Regions from separate parts of the Mus musculus genome. Here all the other regions are linked to region 1. The links are chromatin contacts, called in public HiChIP or PLAC-seq and promoter capture Hi-C maps. All regions are on one chromosome and are shown on one strand. The core of a region is the stretch at or near the end of the contact, and the rest is flanking DNA. Distances in the headings are between cores, read along the strand shown. Region 1 holds the start of Cotl1 (coactosin-like 1 (Dictyostelium)). Region 2 holds the start of Cox4i1 (cytochrome c oxidase subunit 4I1). Region 3 holds the start of Gins2 (GINS complex subunit 2 (Psf2 homolog)). Region 4 holds the start of Gse1 (genetic suppressor element 1, coiled-coil protein).

Region 1 (3,202 bases), core at 236-2,735:
GTGTACACATGTGTGTGTATGTGTGCATGTATAAAAGAGTGTGGTTATATGTGTGTATTAAAGATTGTAGTGTGTGTGTATGCATGTGTGTGTGTGTGTGTGTGTGTGTGTGTGTGTGCGTGTGCAGATGCCTACAGAGGTTAGAGGAGGACATCAGATTCCCCTGGAGCTGTAATTACAGACATGGGTACTGAGAAAGAATCTAAAGTCCTCTAGCAGAGGATAAACCATCTCTCCTAATCTGAGACAGGGTCTTATTTTGTAGCCCAGGCAGGCCTGGAAACCAGTATGCAGCCCAGCCTGGTTGTCAATGTATAACCCTTCTTTTTTAACCTCTTGAGTTCTGAGCTGCCTGGTGAGGTACTGTGTCAAGACTTTTTCTTTTTTTTTTTTAAGGTGAGGTACTGAGAGAGAGAACCTGGGACCTCACAGATGCTGGCTCTTTGGGCCACACCTTCAGGCCTAAGGGTTTTCCTATCCCTTATACATGTTCCAGATCTTTTCAGTTTCTGTCTATGATCCGTTTTAGTCAATAGCAAACCAACAGTGACCTCTTTTGATGCCCGCCCTGGTTTCTGTACATCATTTCAGTTAAGGCTGAAGGCACCTGCTGAGGCTCCCTGAGGCTCGTCTTACCACGGGGAGAGAGCAGTCCTCTTGATAAGGTTTCAGAGCTTGCCCTATGGCTCGGGGCTGAGAATTACAAGCAGTTCTAGAGCTGGGCCTCCAGGGCCAGCCTTTCACCTGCCGGTAGGACAGATGGTAGAGGAGTAGTGAATGAATGACCCAGTAAGGGGGTTAAGGATGCCGCCCCATCCCGCCCCAGCACCCCACGTGACTGCAGATAGCCAGGCTACAAAGTCAACAGTGATTCTCTTTCCAAATGAAATGCTTCCTTCTTTCCACTTCTTCCCTTTCCAAATCCAAAGAGCAAACAAACACTGGGTTAGGGGCGCCAGCCTTGGCCAGCCTGGCTCATCTGAGTGCTGACTTAAGTTATTCTTCTGAAGGAGGGGGAGGGGTGGAGAGCTCTGCAGCCCAGCTCACTGGTAGAGGGAACGAGGGAGGAAGAGAGAATAAGAAGATTCGAGGGAAGATGCAGAGGAGAAGGAGGAAGGAGGCCTTAGGGAGGAGGGAAAAGGGGCTTGGGGTGGGATAAATAGGAGAGATGAGAAGGCGAACAAGGTAGAGGCTGAAAGAAGAGGAGAACAACGGCGTAAGGGAAGGAGAGGAATGGAGGGAAGGAGAGAGGGAAGGAGGAAGGAGAGCGAGATCGGAGAACACAGAAGGTGGTGGAAGAAGCGAGGGGCTGGGGCCCACGGAGTGGGGAGGGAAGAAGGCGGAGGAAGGGAAGACGAGGAGGAAGGGCCCCCCTCCAGCCCTCCGCGGAGTTGCGCAATCCGCACAGACTGGGATTGGCCGCCGGATGTGCGAGACGCCCCGCCCCCGCCTCGCCTGACCAATGGGAGCGAAGGGGCGTGGCTTTCACGGGAGTGGAGTCCCCGCGCGCGCTCTGGCTCTGCAGTAACCGCGGGCCTCTCTCCGAGGACCTTAGCTTGCTGTTGCGAGCGGCCACCTCCCCTGCCCACTCTCGGAGCCCGCTCGACTCTCGTAGCGGATCAGGGACGCGTTCACTGGTTCCGGCAGTGTCCTCGCGGCGGCCATGGCCACGAAGATCGACAAGGAGGCGTGTCGCGCGGCGTACAACTTAGTGCGGGACGACGGCTCGGCGGTCATCTGGTGAGCAACGCCGCGGGGCCGGGGAAGCCAGTAGTGACCTGCTTCGTGCCGCTCGCCGCCGCCGCTCACCTATGTTTCTTTTCTTCCTCCAACCCAAAGGGTGACTTTCAGATACGACGGCGCCACCATTGTCCCCGGCGATCAGGGAGCAGATTACCAGCACTTCATCCAGCAGTGCACAGGTAGGGCGACCCTCATGAGACCTTTTGAAAGAGGGTGGGCACCCTGGGCAGCGAGCTGCTGGGCGTCCAAGCAGCAGCAGATCTGGGCTGGGGCTTTGTTTGTTTGTTTGTTTTGGTTTTGTCTTTGTGTTTTTGGAGATAGGGGCTCACTATATATCCAGGGTGACCTCCAACTGGCCATCCTCTTGCCCCAAGCGTCTAGTACTGGTAGGGTGGGTGTGCACAGCCATGCAAAGCTCTGATCTGAGCTTTCCAAAGTCCCGAGTGTATCCCTCCCCCACCCTGCCCCCAACCCCTGTGGACATCACCATCAAGTGACCCGAGGAGATTCCTCCCCCGGTAGTGTCAGTCGGCTTCTTCCGCTCCCGCACCCTGTGGTCCACTGGGTTTCCAGGTCAGAAGGGGCAGTTCAAACTCCACCCTCTCTGATTGGTCAGTGAACAATAAACGCCGAAGCCCCTGGGGGCTGCAAGCTAAAGGCAGAACCCAGGGCCCCACCCTCCTTTCTCCCTTCCATCTTTGTCCCTATCTGCTTCTGTACAAGCCTTTAATTTGAAGAGTACAGAAACACGCACCAAGAATGTGTATCCGATGTTGCTATACCAGGCCTGGATAAAGAGAAGCTGACTTGCGAGGTCCCAGCGGCCAGTTTCCTTTGGAGCGAATGGCCACTGGCTGGGGTGGGGCATGGAGAGCTGAGATTGCTCCATGGTTTGGTGTGGAGGAATCAAGCAGATGTGTGACCTTACTAAAAGCATCCCAGGGAACCCTAAGGTTTGTGTGTGTTAAGCTTCCCTGGGACATGTGGACCATGAAAGAACACAGGGCCTGAATGGCCACAGCTCCCGTAGAACAGCTCAACACCATTGGTAAAGAGATCTCTAAAGGAGCTGGTGTGCAGAGCAGCTCAGCATATTCTGGAAACAGAGGCAGGGGGATGGAGAATTGGAGGCCAGCCTAGGCTGGGCATCCCCCGTGCCTTCCGGAAAAAGAGCCTTTAAAGAGATTGGAAGTAAGAGACCCCGGGGCCTAGTGTCTCCTTAGCTTTGGAACCTAATGTCAAACAAAAGCAGGCCACCTAGGAGCTAGGGTGTGGACTCCTGGGAATGGCTGTGGGTTAGAATCCCTCTTGGGCTGCTTTCCAGCTGAGTGGGGTGGGGCCAGGTCCCTGGGGGTAGGGGTGGGGGTCACAGTTCCTCACCTGATCTCTTGTAGTGCTGCTGTGAGATTGACTGATCCCAAGTGTGTGTAAGTGTTCAGGACAGTGCTGGTCAGTCATT
Region 2 (3,202 bases), core at 455-2,954, 830 kb before region 1:
ATTTAGTTTGCCTGTTTGAAAGTAAAAGTCGGGGGCTGGTGAGATGGCTCAGCAGGTAAGAGCACTGGCTGCTCTTCCAGAGGTCCTGAGTTCAAATCCCAGCAACCACCCGTAATGAGATCTGATGCCCTCTTCTGGTGTGTCTGAAGACAACTACAGTGTACTTATGTATAATAATAAATAAATCTTTGGACCAGAATGAGCGGGGTCTACCAGAGCGAGCAGGGTTGACCAGAGCGAGCAGAGGTCCTAAATTCAATTCCCAACAACCAGATGAAAGCTCACACCCATCTGTACAGCTACTGTGTGTACTCATATACATAAAATAAATAAGTAAATCTTTAAAAAAAAAAAAAAAAGAAAAAGAAAGTAAAAGTCCTGAGCCGGGCATGGCGGTGCACATCTTTAATCCCAGAACATGGGAGTCAGAGGCAGGTTAAGTCTCTGCGCTCCAAGGCAGCCAGAGCCATGCAGAGAAACCCTGTCATGAAAAACCAAAGGGAGGAGAAAGAAAAGGGCAGGGAAGGGAGTGAAAGTCCTGCTCACCATGTGCTCGAAGGCACACCGAAGTAGAAATGGCTCTCTTGCCAATCAGGCTCAGCGCTCTGGAAGCCAACATTCTGAAAGACAAAAAAAAACCCTTATACCTCTTAACAATGACAGCAAACACCTTTTAGCCAAAGTCTTTTTGCGGCAAAACATTAAGGAAGTAAATGCAACTTATCCCCCGAAATGTTAAATGTTTTTTTTTTTTTTTTTTGGTAATGATTTCATCAACTTTTTAAGGCACGGACTGGCCTGAAAGCTTCCACTATTACCTTCCTCTACCTCGTAAGAGCCGGCATTACAGGCCAGAGGCATGCCCCCAGGATCCGGTTTTTATTACTGATGCGAAGGCACAGGGTGAACTTCCTTACATCAAGCCAAGGGCTGTAATATACATGGCTTTGGCCAATGACTATAAATCCGGCTTCTTAAAAAATTAACTAGAAAGACAAAAATGACTGAAACTGCTAGAACTAGATATATAGATAGATAGATAGATAGATAGATAGATAGCACGGTAGCACACCTCCTGCGACTGAGTTTTATTTTAAAAATTGACTTGTACAGAGACTGCGAAGGGCAAGCGGGAGGAGGCCGCCCAGGCTCAGGCCCTGGCCCGCTTCCCGTTCCTGCGTCCCGCAGGCGACCTGGATGACCCTGTCACCCGCCCCAGCGACCCGAGCCCCACGCCTCACTGTAGCACAACCCCTGAGATTCGATCCCCGAGAAAGAACGTCCGAGCCCGGGAAAAAAAAAATCAACGCCCGGGGCGGCAGAAACCGTAGCGTGACGTCAGGGCTCAGGTCGCTGTCCCTCGGGCCTGGCACAGCGGGAACGCCCGGTGCCCGGCAGGCCGGAGCGGGGACCCGAGACAACAGACCCGCTCGGGGAAGCGGGCGCCCCAAGGTCACCGAGCCGCTCAAGTCCCGGGTCCGGGGGCGTCTCGGAGGCACCGCTCCCGGCCCCGGCGCTCCAGGTCCTCGGGCCCCCGACCGTGCCACCCTCACCCGCCGTCCAAGGCCGTCACCTGCCACCGCTGCCCAGGCGACCGCCGCGACCGCCCTCTACACCCTGGGGTGCTCGCGACCGGAAGAACGGGGCCCGCAACCGGAAGACCAAGACGGAGCCGCGAAGCATCGCGGGAATCAGGGAAGCCCCGCCCCAAGCCCGTCCGTTTCAGAGCGCGGGGCGGGGCGGGGCGGGGCGGCGCGGCTCGGGGCAGGGCGGGGCAGGACGAGGCGGGGCGGGGCGGTAACTGTCGCGAAAGGCCGAGCGGGTAGCAGCTGCTTTCCGGCAGACGTTTTCCGGCCGACCGGCTGAGGCGGGAGGCCGCGGCCGGAGGTGCGAGAGCGTCACGGCGTGCAGCGGAGGGTCGTGGCGGAGGACCGCGGTGCGTGGGTCGCGATGCCCGGCGTGAAGCTGACTACGCAGGCCTACTGCAAGATGGTGCTCCACGGCGCCAAGTACCCGCACTGCGCCGTCAACGGGCTCCTGGTGGCCGAGAGGCAGAGGCCGCGCAAGGAGCATCCTCCCGGAGCGGGCAGCCACACGCTCTTCGTGGACTGCATCCCGCTCTTCCACGGCACGCTGGCTCTGACGCCCATGCTGGAGGTGGCGCTCACCCTGGTAAGCTCGCGGTCGAGGCCGCGGCGCGGGGTTCCGGGCCGGGCGGAGTCGGGCGCCCTTCGCGGGACGCTGCGGCTGCTCCCGGGGAGCTCTCGAGGTTTTGTAAGATGACCGAGAAACTCGAATGTGTGGTGGACGTCCTTAAAACCAGCACTCGAGATGGGGAGGCAAGAGTTCGAGGCCAGCCTGGTCTACATTAGTGAGATCTGGGATAGGTAACGTTTAAAGTTTAAACTTAATGTGTTTGTGAGGCCACAAAGAAAAAAATGCCTATAGCATGTAAATCTCTAGTTTTACAGAGGTTTTTTTGTTTGTTTGTTTGTTTTTGTATTTTGTGGGTCCACTTGCCGATTTTTTTGCCCCAGACTTGCTGTTTTAGCAAGATTATAGGTTATAATACGGACTGCTGTTTCTGCGCTTGTAATCAAACTCGGTTTCTCTGCTTAAGAGACATTTGCAAGACCCGGAATTCTAACTCTGCGGTTTGCCTTTATAAAGCCCTGGACTGATATGGTCAGGCGCTGCTTACTACATCTTGGAAGCGCTCTCAGGTGCAGTCCTGACGCACCTGAGAAACAGATCAGACCCGTAACCACCCAGTCTCCCCACAGCCTCATTTACATCTCAGAATGAGCTCTGAAGTTAAAAATCTGAGCTGGCCTAGGAGGGAATGCTAATCCTGTCTCCCCCTCTCCCACCAAAATGACTGCATTGAATCGGAGACTTGCTTTGAATGTAGCCCCCCATGCTAGCCTGGCACTCCCAGCACTTCCTGCTCTAGATTCCTGAGAACTGGGATTACCGACGCGACTCGCATTCCTTGATTTCTGTTTCTTTTGTTTTCTGGGGGAGAGGGTTAGGGTTTCACTCTTGTGGCCTTGCCGAGTTTGGGACTCTTCTGTAGACCAGGCTGGCGTCCTACACACAGACCAGCCTGCCTCCATCTCCTGAGGCTAGGTCTAAAGGTGTGCACTACCACCACACCTTGCTCATCCATTATTTAATTTACATTAAAACACCAGAGGTAATT
Region 3 (3,202 bases), core at 414-2,913, 750 kb before region 1:
ATGAGATCCAACTGTAAGGCATTTTCTCAATTAGTAATCAAGGGGGAAAGGCCCCTTGTGGGTGGGACCATCTCTGGGCTGGTAATCTTGGGTTCTATAAGAGAGCAGGCTGAGCAAGCCAGGGGAGGCAAGCCAGTAAGGAACATCCCTTCATGGCCTCTGCATCAGCTCCTGCTTCCTGACCTGCTTGAGTTCCAGTCCTGACTTCCTTGGTGATGAACAGCAGCATGGAAGTGTAAGCCGAATAAACCCTTTCCTCCCCAACTTGCTTCTTGGCCATGATGTTTGTGCAGGAATAGAAACCCTGACTAAGACAGGGGGTAACCCCTCTATTAGAGTACGCCCCTATCCTTGCATATCTTTATTTTTGAGATAGGAAATGCTGAGTGACTCAGGCTGTCCCTAGCTGGTGATCCTTCTTGCTTCCACCTATGGAATACTAAGATTACACCTCACCTCAGCGCCCAGTGGTGAGGGTTTCACACTCAGATCCAGCCCCTCTTGTCCTTACCAGTTGTAGGTGACCTATTCCTCCCCAGGAGCTACCCTGGTCTGCTGGCACCCTGCCAGAGTCACCCTGATTATAATGCCTATTAATAGTTCAGCTGTCCTCACAAGACTCCTGATTCAAAATGCCCCTGTGGGGCCATATTAATGCAAGGACTCTAGGGCTGTTGGCTTACCAAGGCACTCTGTACAGAAGGCTTGAGGGCATCAGGCTCCAGGGTATAGCTCAGTGGAAGAGGCTGTGCTTATCATTTTTGAGGACCGGGGTTCCATCTTCACAATTGCAATAACAACAATAATAAAAGAATGATAATACGTGTGCAAACTTGTCCCTGTAGTCTCACCTGAGGTTTGGTTTGCCAAAGTTCTGATTCTGGGCTCTGTCTCGAAGGATCTGCATGGAGCAGATAGGGGAGGCGCATTTTCATTGCTTTTAAACCATCTGTAGAAAGGGCAAAGACTAAAATTAAAGGGAAAACACTTCCTTCGATATGGCGTCTGTGTGGACCAGCCAGCCATGTCCGGGGACCCGGAGCTGACTTTGAGATGAATGCGTTTATTCCTGGATCTGTGTTTCGCGCAGGTGAAAACTCGGCTCCAAACCTTTACCCTCAAAGAGTGGAATCAGGCGAGGGACTCAGCCTGCTGCAGGACGCAAAGGAGCAAGAAGCCATAAGTACACAGCCTCCAGCTCGTGGACAGAAGGGGGCGGGCGCAGGAGGGGCGAGGCCGAACGAAGGAGGGGCGGGAGCAAGAGGCGGGGCTGTACAGACCCGACCCAAACGAGGTAGGTGCGGGGCCGTGAGCGTGGTAGGCGGGCAAGAGGCGGAGTCGAGGCAGACCCGGAGACCAATGAAAAAAAGCGGACGGGCCAGAGGCGGGGCCTAGAGAGGGTAGTGACGTAGTAGGGCGGGGCCGTCAGGGCTGTAACTCGCTGGATCAGGATTCAGGAAGCGTGGAGCCCAAGTACTGGAAAGGGCATCGGTAGGCCTTAGAGGGGCGGGGCCGGCGTACAGCTCCGCCTACAGACCAATCCGCGAGTTTGTACTAGCTGTGACTTGGAGGCTGCGAAGAGAGCAACGTCTCTATAGGGCCGCCGCAGGACGTCTTCCGTTCGAGGGGCGGGCCCCGCGCGGTGGCGGGAAAGAAGTGCCTGAGGCGCTGCCTCTGAGTCGCGGAGGGGCGGTAACGGGCCTGGGCCGCCTACTCTTCAACATGGATGCGGCCGAGGTGGAGTTTTTGGCCGAAAAGGAGTTGGTGACTATCATCCCGAACTTCAGTCTGGACAAGATCTACCTGATCGGGGTGAGCCAGGGCGGTACGGGGCGGCGGCCTGGGATCATGCTCGGGTCACCGCTCCTTTCCACCTGGGGTCTGCGTTGTCCTTGCAGGGGGACCTGGGGCCCTTCAACCCCGGCTTACCCGTGGACGTGCCCCTGTGGCTGGCCATTAACCTGAAACAGAGACAGAAGTGCCGCCTGTTACCTCCGGAATGGATGGATGTGGGTGAGCATTCCCGGGCCCGGGTGGGCGGGCTTGTACGGGGAGGGGGCTGTAGTGATGGCGCACGCCTGTAGTCCCAGCACTCTTTAGAGGCGGTAGAGGCAGGAAGATCTCTGAGTTTGAAGCCAGCTTGGTCCACAGAGGGAGGTGCAGGACAAACAGCCAGGACTACACAGTGAAACCCTGTCTGGGGGTGGGGTGGTGTCCTAGTCAGGGTTTCTATTCCTGCACAAACATCATGACCAACAAGCAAGTTGGGGAGGAAACGGTTTATTTGGCTTACACTTCCATCACCAAGGAAGTCAGGACTGGAACTCAAGCAGGTCAGGAAGCAGGAGCTGATGCAGAGGCCATGGAGGGATGTTCTTGACTGGCTTGCCTCCCCTGGTTTGCTCAGCCTGCTCTCTTATAGAACCCAGGATTATCAGCCCAGAGATGGCACCACCCACAAGGGGCCTTTCCCCCTTGATCACTAATTGAGAAAATGCCTTACAGCTGGATCTCATGGAGGCATGTCCTCAAGGGAGGCTCCTTTCTCTGTGATAACTCCAGCTGTGTCAAGTTGACACAAAACTAGCCAGTACAGGTAGGGATTGGGGAACAGAGATGCAACCTTAAACAAGTTTTGTTTTTGTTTGTCTTTTTTTGTTTCTCTGTGTAGCCCTGGCTGTCCTGGAACTCACTCTGTAGACCAGGCTGGCCTCGAACTCAGAAATCCGCCTGCCTCTGCCTCCCAAGTGCTGGGATTAAAGGCGTGCGCCACCACTGTCTGGTGACTCTGATAGTCTTGAAACTGGGACCCCAGTTTCTGTGCCTTGAGGGGCATCTTTAGCACCCCTGTCCCCCAAAGCCTGAGTCCATTTCCCAGTGTCTGCTGGCCAGGGTTGGGGAGCAGGGGAACAGACTTCTATTGCCTTTGCTACATGGAGAGGAGCAGTCAGGAGTGCAGGAGGCCTCTCTGTCCTGGGATCTGAGGTCAACAGAATGCTGTCGTGTGCCATGCGGCTCTGTCTTCTGGAAATGTGTGGTTTGCAGTTGGCCTGTGGTCACGTGGCCATCACCTTGTTATCCTAGGTTTTCTCTTGCATGAGTATTCTGCATCTACTTACCCATCCTGTGAATGGGTATTTAGGTTACTGCCCATTTTGAAATATTTTTTTTTATTTTTGTACGTAAGGGTGTTGTATGTATG
Region 4 (3,202 bases), core at 507-3,006, 700 kb before region 1:
TGCCCTAAGGCAGGCACAACAGAGCCCAAAGCCAGGACAGGCCTCCCACCTCCTTTCCGAAGGCGTGGCTGACCCCGGGTCTCTGGCTGGCTGCTCACCAGCGCCCCCTCCCCCCAAGCCTCCTCCGCTCCAGCTGCCAAACCAGGCGACAAAAGCCAACCTTGTACCAAGCCATCAAGGCGCACACACACACACACACACACACACACACACACACACACACACCCCAGGAGGTGGTCAGGCGTGACCCGGTGGCTGTGAGAAGTGTTGAGCAAGCGGCTTCGGCACAGCGAGCCCCATCGAGGGAGGCTGCCAGCAACCCTGTTCCGGTCCACCCGGTGGGGCGTGACACCCAGCATAGCAGATGACACACGCTGCCAGTCGGAGCCTGTGCCCCGGCCCCCCTCACCTGTGGCGGGGCGACTGAGTGGCTGAGTCAGACACAGCCTGCGCCTCAGGTTCCCCGCCTGCGGGTGGGGGCGGCTGTAAACACAGGCTAAGCAACACTTAAGTAGCCAAGCTTAAGTAACACGGACGCCCAGGGAAGGCTGCTCGCCAGGGGGGCCTTGTCTTCCTCGGGAAGAGGGGGTAAACCAGTCTCAGACTGAGACACTGCCAAGCGGCCAGCCAAGACCTCCTGCCTCTTTGTCCCCCAGTGCTGGGAATCGGCTTAGGCCCGATGCTCCCTCCTAGAGCGAGGCTGCGCCTTTTGTTCCGGTCCTCTTTACAAAAGGATCTTGTATTTTGGTTTGTTTTTTTCCCCCCTTCCATTTGGTGGTCTCGCTTGTTTTCAAACCCCAACCTGTGTGGGCCCCAACCGCGACAGATAAGGCACCGCAGGGGTCTAGTAAGGGTTTAGAGTGCTTTAAATGCATGGAAGACAAAGGCTGGTTTGCACCAAACCGACCCAACTCGAGCTGGCACCCCCACCACGGGTGGCAGGTGCGCGGGGGCGCCCCTTGCTCGCTCCCGGCTCCGATGCCCAGACCTGCGGCCCCAAGCCTGCTCCTCGCAGTCCTATTCGGCCCCCGCCACCTCCCGGCGCTCGGAGAGGCGGGCAGCGGGGAGGGCAGCCCAGCTCCCGCTCCGCCTCCAAGAAGGGAATTTAATTAGCCTGCCGGAGAGGCGGCGGGCGACGAGGTGTCTCTGGTGCTGCAATATAATTGAATCGGCTCCACTCGGGCGGGCCACTCGCCGTCAGCGCGGCCGCGGGGGGCGGGGAGGCGCATCCAGGCGGAGCGGGAAGGGCTGGGCGGGGGGTTCGGAGGCCCCTTGGACTGCCACCCCAGGTAAAGCACCCCCCCCCCCATCCAACCACCTGCCTGGGCGCCCCCGCCCCATCCAAAGTTTTGCTACAACCCCGAGCCCCGGAGCCGCCCCCGCGCACTTCCCCGCGCACTTCCGCGGCAGCAGAGCCGGCTGAGCCCAGCGCGCGCGCGCGCAGCCGCGAGTGTGGCTTCAGGTCGGCCGCGCGCCCCGCGCTTCTCGTCCCTCACACCCGCGGGACCTGGCACCGGCCGTTGGCGCCCCTCCCGAGCCCACAAACTTGGGGAGAGGAAGAACGAGGGAACCCCCGCCACCATCCCCCACCCGCGCGCTCACCTTTCATGCCAGGGCCCCGCTGCTCCACCGCTCCTGACACATGCCGGAGCCACCGTCGCCCGGGTTTGTCTGAACTGCTTATCTCACCCGGGGCTGTGCGGCGGCGGCTCCGCCGCTCGGGGAGGTGGAGCTTCCGGGGCCTGGGCCAAGAAACACCTGCTGCTGTCGCCGCTGAGGACACACCCAAGCGCAACGCCGCCCACTCCCCGGCCCCGGCTCGCTCCCGGCGCCCTGACCTCAGCCGGCGGGAGGTGTCGGGTTTCAGCCGCAAGCGCACGCGCGCGCACCGACAGACCGCCCGGAGCACCCAGCGCGGTCACAACCCGCCGGGTAGGTGCCGCCCCCCGCGCTCCTGGCGACCCTGGCTGTCCGGACAGTCCAGGGGGATCTCTCAGAGGCCTCGCGGGCCACTCATCTCCAAGAGTAGGGAGGAGTGGCTTACAACACGCCTGCCATATCCGAGCCTCATAGCCGCCTCCCCAAGCGCCTGGAACAGTGCCTGGCACCTGGCCACCCACTAAGAGAGGGGAGGGATAGGCCTTTCCTTGTGCTGAGTGGAGGGGACCACACAATATAGGCCGTTGGCCTCTCTCGATCTCCAAGATGCCTGATCTATTACCACAACTTTAAAGGACTTAATGTTAAGAGCTCGGGCCACGAGCCTCTGTCCCAAAGTTTTGCAAAGTCTCCATCTCGCTTTAAGGAATTTTTGAGAAGGCCAAACGGCGGGGGCTCTAGTTCTTTAAAGAGCCCATGTTCGAGAAGTCCACGGAGGCGCCGCTGCGCCAGGGGCATCATTAAGTAGCTGGGGTTGCGGTCAGAGGCGAGGCCGCCGCCTCCAGAAACTGGCACAACCCACCGCGCCACCGGCCCCAGCGCACCGCCTTCCCACTCTTGGCACCCCCACCCACCCTACCTCACCCAGGCACTTCACGGGGATGACTCAGGGAGCGTCCTGAAATTCCTCGGCACCCACAGGCGGCGCGGAGAGGGACTGTGGGCCCCAGCGTCCCCGCCCACAACGCGACCGATCCCTAGAAACACCCCCTTCCCGCCACCCGGGAAGCGCGAGGTTACAGCGCGAGCCAGGCAGCCGGGGACCCTCGGCCGGACCCAGCGCGCAGAGAGCAGCCATCGAGGTGGCAAGGTCGTCGCGAGGTCCCGGGGTCTCCCCCGCCCGGCCTTTCTACACAGCTCTCTTAATGATCCTCCACTTTCAGACTTTCAAGCCCGGAGGCCACCGCACCGGGGGGGTTGGGGGGGGAACCTCAGCGCCGCTGCGGGTCTCAACTTTCCACCGCGGTGCCAGCCCCAAACCTGCCCCGGGACATGCCCGCGCAGTGCTCCGCAGGCGCGCGCTGCCTCCCCCGCCTTCCTCCCTCCCGCGCCAGCCGGGACAGCGCCGGGAGCGAGCGCGGGCGCCAGCACCCCCCGTCCATCTGTTCCCGATGACGCCGGCGGCGGGCAGCGCTCGGGGCCCGCGCCAGCAGAAGCCGCCGATGCCGCGGGGCGGGGGCGCACGCCGGGCCAGTCTTGCACAAGCCCCTGGCCGACCACAAACGACAAGGGAAACGGGCGGGCGAGGGAGGGCGGAGTTGCT

What was found. Promoter capture Hi-C pulls out the DNA fragments that hold promoters and counts their contacts. HiChIP or PLAC-seq counts read pairs in DNA pulled down with a chosen protein or histone mark. Capture Hi-C pulls out chosen DNA fragments and counts their contacts.
Region 2: a contact with region 1 is called in a promoter capture Hi-C map of liver, with 2.5 times the contacts expected there. The contact joins the promoter of Cox4i1 here to the promoter of Cotl1 in region 1.
Region 3: an H3K27ac HiChIP or PLAC-seq map of thymic regulatory T cells shows a contact between it and region 1, with 5 times the contacts expected there. The contact joins the promoter of Gins2 here to the promoter of Cotl1 in region 1. A contact is called at or near these places in 3 of 39 promoter capture datasets (liver, pre-B cells and stem cell-derived epiblast-like cells), 1 of 484 Hi-C or Micro-C datasets (CD8 T cells), 1 of 115 datasets of contacts at active chromatin or transcription factors (thymic regulatory T cells) and 1 of 9 other capture datasets (adipose tissue).
Region 4: a contact with region 1 is called in a promoter capture Hi-C map of pre-B cells, with 4 times the contacts expected there. The contact joins the promoter of Gse1 here to the promoter of Cotl1 in region 1. A contact is called at or near these places in 1 of 39 promoter capture datasets (pre-B cells) and 1 of 115 datasets of contacts at active chromatin or transcription factors (memory CD8 T cells).

What each region holds. Positions count from the first base shown.
Region 1 is chr8:119,838,862-119,842,063 of GRCm38.p6, reverse strand. It overlaps Cotl1 (coactosin-like 1 (Dictyostelium)), which reads left to right and starts at 1,485. Exons shown (of 4, transcript NM_028071.3): 1 at 1,485-1,740; 2 at 1,840-1,922. The coding sequence starts at 1,664.
Region 2 is chr8:120,666,727-120,669,928 of GRCm38.p6, reverse strand. It overlaps Cox4i1 (cytochrome c oxidase subunit 4I1), which reads right to left and starts at 1,704. Exons shown (of 5, transcript NM_009941.3): 1 at 1,574-1,704; 2 at 547-620. The coding sequence starts at 1,683. Gm27021 (predicted gene, 27021) reads left to right here and starts at 1,787. Exons shown (of 4, transcript NM_001308449.1): 1 at 1,787-2,172. The coding sequence starts at 1,951. It overlaps Emc8 (ER membrane protein complex subunit 8), which reads left to right and starts at 1,842. Exons shown (of 5, transcript NM_010926.6): 1 at 1,842-2,172. The coding sequence starts at 1,951.
Region 3 is chr8:120,587,536-120,590,737 of GRCm38.p6, reverse strand. It overlaps Gins2 (GINS complex subunit 2 (Psf2 homolog)), which reads left to right and starts at 1,663. Exons shown (of 5, transcript NM_178856.1): 1 at 1,663-1,812; 2 at 1,899-2,013. The coding sequence starts at 1,723. It overlaps Gm10614 (a long non-coding RNA gene), which reads right to left and starts at 1,561. Exons shown (of 4, transcript XR_003947476.1): 1 at 684-1,561.
Region 4 is chr8:120,535,963-120,539,164 of GRCm38.p6, reverse strand. It overlaps Gse1 (genetic suppressor element 1, coiled-coil protein), which reads right to left and starts at 1,756. Exons shown (of 16, transcript NM_001145896.1): 1 at 1,603-1,756. The coding sequence starts at 1,609. It overlaps 1700016A09Rik (RIKEN cDNA 1700016A09 gene), which reads left to right and starts at 1,439. Exons shown (of 1, transcript NR_151732.1): 1 at 1,439-2,273. Mir7687 (microRNA 7687) reads right to left here and starts at 469; the gene lies at 411-469.